2 separate regions of the Triticum aestivum genome follow, and region 2 is linked to region 1. The links are chromatin contacts, called in public Hi-C maps. All regions are on one chromosome and are shown on one strand. Each heading gives the region's core, a stretch centred on a gene start, on an enhancer-like site or on the middle of the called end of the contact. The rest is flanking DNA. Distances are from core to core; before and after follow the strand shown.

Evidence for each region. Hi-C and Micro-C count contacts between places; a contact is called where the count stands out from the background.
Region 2: a Hi-C map of leaf shows a contact between it and region 1, with 6 times the contacts expected there. The contact joins the promoter of LOC123070146 here to the promoter of LOC123065440 in region 1. A contact is called at or near these places in 2 of 5 Hi-C or Micro-C datasets (both in leaf) and 1 of 1 datasets of contacts at active chromatin or transcription factors (leaf).

The regions. Positions count from the first base shown.
Region 1 is chr3B:418,904,895-418,908,320 of IWGSC CS RefSeq v2.1, reverse strand. It overlaps LOC123065440, which reads right to left and starts at 2,091. Exons shown (of 1, transcript XM_044488713.1): 1 at 1-2,091. The coding sequence starts at 1,317. The coding sequence ends at 736. LOC123070141 (nucleolin) reads left to right here and starts at 3,406. Exons shown (of 6, transcript XR_006433474.1): 1 at 3,406-3,426.
Region 2 is chr3B:419,041,165-419,044,412 of IWGSC CS RefSeq v2.1, reverse strand. It overlaps LOC123070146 (probable protein phosphatase 2C 7), which reads right to left and starts at 1,932. Exons shown (of 8, transcript XM_044493167.1): 1 at 1,442-1,932; 2 at 194-321; 3 at 21-119. The coding sequence starts at 1,743.

The sequences.
Region 1 (3,426 bases), core at 842-3,341:
GGACCTGTATTCTCACCAACCACCTTATCTGGGACCATGGTCTCGATCTCCGCGACAGCGGACCGAGTTGGCGCTCCCAACCGTCCAACTGACGCGAGACCAATCACCGGAGGCGAATTCGAAATCCGCTCCACTACAGTCCACCTGGACCCCACTCATGACCGCATCCCCAGCCGGGCCACTCCTGCACATTGGTGGGATGCACCAGTTAGAGGGCCCCACACGTCCTTCCAGGACCTGGCGATAGGACCTGCCAGCGCCGGCGCCTCCCATCGGACCAGCATAATTCCGGCCAAACCCACGGTTGTCGCAGTCGCCGCGCGTCCAGCTCTGCACCATCCACTCGCCGCCCTAAGAAGCCGCCGAACAGCCTGGCAAGCCGCTCTGGCCACTGTTGCCGTCTGAGCTAGGCGAGCGACACCAGAGCTCTGGAGGAGAGAAATCCCGCAACCTGCCAATGTGAACCAAGATCGGATATTCCAACAGCTGACGAAACGACGGGCGGCGCTCCGCCGGGTTCTCTCCAAGTGCAGGCGGCTCCGGCACCCACAATCTCCGGCAAGCCGGGATCTCGTCCGGGTCTACGCACCAGGCACGAAGCTTGAATAGAGAGAGGTCTTCCCTGCTTTCTGTCTCCGGTGCCAGGCTATCAATCAGACATGAACTCCCCAGTAGCTCCGCCGCTGTGGATCTGGCCCAAGCATGGGACGGCACACCCTCGATCATCAGATCAACCTAAACACGCATCAATCTGGATTTTGCCTGAGCCTGCCTCAACCACGGCTTGATGAAGAGCTTGAAACCCTGGTGCTCCACCGATGGACTGGCCAATGCTCTATTCCGGAGTTCACGCGAAGCAAACACGATGAGGAAATCCTCCGGGTGATATTTGTGCACCGAGAAGCAATGGCGCGGGATGTTGAGCTCTTCAGAGATTGCTATAGCTGCATCCACACATGAAACCGACGGCCGTGATCCCCCGACATAAGCCACCATGGCCAGCTGCGGCCGGCGCTCAAGGTCATCCATCCCCTCAGAGCGCGCCAAGATGCAGACCTCCGCCGCCGCCGGGGCCGAGGTAGTGTAGGCGGGCACCATGGGAGGGAAGCTGGGCGGAACTGGCAAAGGCAGCACACGCGGTGCGTCCTGCCTAGGCTCCGTCAGCAACCCCCCCACATTGTGCAGCGACGCCGGCACCGGCCCGGTCCTGGCAACCTTGGAGATCACCGCGCGACAGAGCTCATCCGCCGAGACGGGACTGCGCGACCTCTTGCACTGGGAGGAAACATGTCCAGGTAGCCCGCATCGGATGCACATGGGGTCGTTCGTGCAGTCCTGCCGCCGGTGACCATCTTTGAAACACCTGAAACAGAGACCCCAAAGATCCTGCGGGATCTGACGATGCTCCGACGAGGTAGGAGAGCTCCGACCATCCTGCGCGCCAGCACCCTACTGGCGCCGCAGCGCACGACGGCGGCGCCACATGGCCTTGCGGGAAGGCCCTGTCTTGCGCCATCCCGCATCAGGCGCGGGGGCCGCCTGGACCGTAGGACCGACCACCGCAGCGCCCGCCGACGAGGAGCCCGCCGACCCCGGCGAGCCAGATAGGCCGAGACTGGACACCACCGGCCTGTCGCGCGAGAAGGTCGACGAGACCGAGGGAGGGCTGCGCGACCCGGAAGCCATTGACGCCAACTGGTGGAGAGAGGGGGTCAGGGGGGGAGGGAAGGAGGAGAAGGGGCCCGCAAGGGCGCAGGCAAGCGACGAGGACGCCGGGGCCGGAGTGGCCGCCGGTGGGGAGGCGTGGACGCCGGGGCCGGAGTGGCCGCCGGCGGGAGCGGGGAGGGAGCGCTAGGCGGAGGGAGCGCCCTTGCGGGGAGGGAGCGCTCGGCGAGTTATTCTATCTATGGAGAGAGCGACCTTGCCGTTTCCTCGGCCTGGGTAGAACGGTATGACAGCTCCAGCCATGTTCCAAAGGATGATTTCATCTCTAATCTTTTGCACCATCACCGTGGAAGGCAGTGATTCTTGCTGGAAGATGCGTGTGTTCCGCTCGCGCCACACTTTCCAGGCAATAAGATGAATCAATGAGAGTGTGCCTTTTTTCTTCCCTCTAGGTGCCTGCAAGTGACACCTATTCATCCACTCGAGATGGAAGAATAGGACTGTTAGGGCTGCACTTGCCGAGGGCATCTACAACGCCGGTGCTAAGACCAGGCCCTAGGTTCCAATTCCTGGCCGTTTCGTTAAAATCCCGATCCATCCCAGGATTCTGGCTGGCATCAATGCCAAGCCTGTCGTCGGGCGCCTGGTTTCTTTTCTTTTTTTCCCGCGTGGGCCTTTCTAACAAGAGCAATAGATCCTCAACCTATCACGGTATCACGGTAGCGCTCAAATAGGCGCGTGTGCGTTGCCCCAACAGACTCCACCATCGATGCTTCTCCCTTAATTATTATTTTTATGTTCAAAGCGTCCGTCCATTGTAAATGCCCTGAAGATACCTGGATTAAAAACCTGGCGCACTGCACAATAATACAACTCCCGTGCTGCAACATTAGACATGGGATTCCGGACAAGATCAAATGGAACTGAACGGCAAGTGGCAGTACACTGCGGGCTCTGCATATCGGGCTCAATTCCAAGGCATCTGCAAGACGATGTTTTATTTGAGACAAGGTAGATCATCACCTAAAGAAGACCTGACCCGCAACAGATGGGCCGACAGGTTTGTTACTCCCAAGCAAACGGTGGCCAAATTGGCTGGTCCTGGCGGGCTGGCCCGATGGCCTGCGTGCCCGGTCCGTGATGGGCCTGGCAGGAGACATTTATAATCGGGCCCTGGCGGCAAGTGGCTTGTACAACACGGGTGCCGACACAACACGACCCACTTACTATTTTTATATTTTTAAGAATCTTATTATATACTTCCACCGTTCCAGAATATAAGGTGTATTGACTTCCATGCAAGTCAACCATATGAATGTTTGACCAAGATTCTAGAATAAAATAACAACATCTGTGACACCTAATAGATAAAATATGAAACTACTTTTCATGACAGATCAAAAGGTATAAACTTTGTATTGTGGATATTGATACATTTTCTAAAAACTCGGTCAAACATGCACTCGTTTGACTTTTGAAAAAACAAATACACCTTTTTTTTAGTACACCTTGTACAAAGGAACGAAGGAGTATTAGCCAACAGTCCAAATAGGCCCAAAATAGCCCCAAATCAGGCGAGCCGGTGTGCTAAACGGGTTGTGCCGTGTCTGGGCCAGGGAGCGCGGCACGAGTGCCGGCCCGGCACGGCCTGTGTATTAGGCGTGCCTGGGTGGGTCGTGCCGGCCCGTTTAGGCCAGGCCGTGCCGGGGTCTCCTCCTAAGCCCTAGCGTCCGATCCATCCTGCCTCCCCGCCGCCGCTCA
Region 2 (3,248 bases), core at 683-3,182, 140 kb before region 1:
CTCATGAGTAAACATCATACTTATTGCTGTTTTTGTATCAGTAATGAAAGAGGGGTGTTTCAGGAGATTTTCAAATAAGTGCTCCTTGAGATACTCCGCGGCACATGAACCACCATGTCCTGTGATGACAAAATAACTTTAGTCTGAACAATAAACGAGACACAATGAAGTGTTTAAACGGTGAATTTCTCACCATCAAATACTCCAAAAAGTTTTATGTTTTTAGCATCCATTTTAGATGATCTCATGTCGTAGAAGTCTTCCATACTTGCTCTTCTCCCTCTCAAGCTAGAATATCCACAATACAAACTTCCATCCTCACTGCAACCACAGATGTTCGCAAGGGGAGAATTAAGGAATATAATAGAAGACGAATAGGCATACTTTGCACCGATATGGATATGTTATCAATTAAGGATCAAGCCGTTTAGCATATATTTAGTCAGTGCAGTCCATTATCTTCTCTTCTTATCCATAATTCTAACAAAAGCAAGAACCAACAGCCAAAGGGTAGCAGCAATTTACAACAACTCATATGGTCTGGTAATTGCTGACAAGAGCATCTCCAAGTGGTCGTTTATAGGTGCTTGATAGTGCCACAGTACCACACATCACCAAGCACCAGTTTAAAAGCAAATACTCAGTGTAGATACATTGTACAGATCGCACTCTGATTAAACCAACAAAAACTATGCATTGTATTTTTGCTTAGTAAATGGTTCGTAGCAGCTTTTCACACAAAAAGGTTCAGTGAGAGAGAAATAGAGACACAAGCAATTGACGCCCCCACTATCAATCACCTCCCAATCAACATCACACTCTTATGCATGATAAAACATAATCACCGAGTACTAATTACAGAATCTGTCATCTGACATGAGACATTTTTGCAATTTTCAGCAAGTTAGATAATTTGGGGGACATTGATGACTCAGAGACATGACTTGAATAGGTAACCTTTGAAAAAGTTTCTATAATCCAATTTTAAGAATTTCTAACCTTTTCTTCTGATAACGTCTATACTGTCAATGGTGATTGTGTCTCCTCATCACCTTTGAAGTATGTACTTGACATTGGTTCATCTACGCGGACTAGGAATTAGCATGTATCAGTGAATGAAGTATAAAAGTATCAGATGATTGTTGTTAATCCTATACAAGAGTTAAAAATTAGAGAAGAGTACTAGTTAAGCTAACTAAACACATGAGGGCTTTCCCTATAATCATGTAAGCATATATAATCTACAAATGCGACAACCAGCGATAACGAGTGACGAGGAACCAAGCTATGTATTTTTTTTCCCTAGTGACCATCTTACCCCAGGGAAGCAATGCCATTGTTTGGCCTAGATCCTCTCACTGTATGTTTTAATCAATAAAGATTCTAACAAAATCTAGCATATGGCCTAGAGAACAGTAGGGTCATCCAAGCATGATGTTACCTCTTCCAGCTGCCGCATATGTGCCCCTTCTCGTCCTCCTTGGGCGGCCCCATGGCCGCCGCCGCCGTGGTAGCCTCCCCCACCTCTCTGGCTCCCCTTACCAGCCGAGCGGACGATGAGGCCTCGAACATCGTCTTGGTGGCCCCCACGCGGAACCGGCGGTGCTTGAGCGGGTGCCACGCGATCCTCTTGGTCTTAAAGCTCACTGGCCTAGGCGGCCGTGCCGCCCTCGCTATCGCCGCAGCGGGTGGAGACGAGGAGCTCGGGGCCTCCTGGTCCTTGACGCCGCCATCGGGCACCATCTCAATTGCCTCTAATGCCCAAAAAATAAGCTTCTCCGGAGGAGGGTGGCGGGCGGCGAGCGTGGGTGAGCTGTAGGCGGCGGGGAACTGGAGTCCGGGCGTGAATTCCCGATCCGCCTTCTGCTTCTTGGAAGAAATCGAGCCCCTGTTCTCCCGTTCGGTTCTGCGGCTCCGGCTCGCCCGATCGCCCCGAGCTGGCTTTGACGACAGGATAGGCTTGGCCCAGTCAGTTCCGCTGCGAAATGAGGCCTCAAGGCCCAGCTAAAGGCTCATTCGGTTCGAAGGAAATTAAAACGAAGGAATTAGTAGCATAGTTTTATAAAGACTCAAAAAAAAGTAGCAGAGTTTGAAAAACCGAACAGGTAATCGAATCGGTAAGGCTGTATGGTCAGATTTTTACCGTCGGACCGCCAGTTCACCGGTTCTGTTGTCGGTTTGCTTTTGGGAAATTTTATCACTTCTTCATGGCAATTTTTGAATATATATTTTTACTTTCTCACATGAAATTTTTATTATTGAGAGCATGGCACTTTTATTATTAAAAACATGATTTGTATTATTATTAATATTATTATTTGAAATCTCTACCTAATAATAAAACGGTTGTTGCTTCTGTCTGCCCGTCATCAGATTTACCCCTAAAGTTATCAGCAATTACCCCATATGCCACCGGTAAATGGAAAAAAAATGTTTTTCCTTCTAAGTCGCCGTTGGCTTTATTGTTTATTTAAAGCGAGGCCCCAAATGTTTCACATCCATCGAAGTAGTCTGGTGGATTGAGCCTAATATCTCCGGTCTCCGAAGAGGAGACCCGAGTTTAAATCCTCGTTCTTCCTTTTTCGTGCATTTTCTCTTCAATTTTCGTTGGCGTAGGATAAAATTGCCTAGCCTAAGCCCATCTTTGCACAATCTTGCTGTTTTAGCCCAGCTACTCTATTTTTAAACTTTTTTCCTTTTTGACAGATTTAAATGCTTTAAAAAATCATACATTTCAAATCCTAAAAGCAAATTAAACAGTAATATATGGAAATTATTCAGAAAAATGTATAGTTTCCAAATATGCTATTAACCTGCATGTTAATATTTTCTAAAATTATGTTTAGAGTGCACCCTTAATTACTATTTTTCTTTATATGGTGTATATTGAAAATGCATATTCTACATGTTTTCTACTCATTTAAATTGACTAGATAAGATAGTCTGATGCTCTTATAAAATCTAATATTGACGGCACAAGGGATGCACATGTGCTAACGGTGTGTCTAATAAATTGGACGTACTTTAGTATATTAAAATATTGTCCTACCTTTTTGTCTTCCTGCAACACCACTTATCATGTTGTTTCTCGACAACCTGAAATATTTTAAGGGATTGTCGTTGAGTGTGTATGAGGGGTGTATTTTTTCTCCAGTTGCAACTCACGGCACGTACGCTAGTTATTATTAAGAGGACGATAGTTTTATTAATAAGAGATTTGTTATTAATAACATGGCAGTTTATTTTTA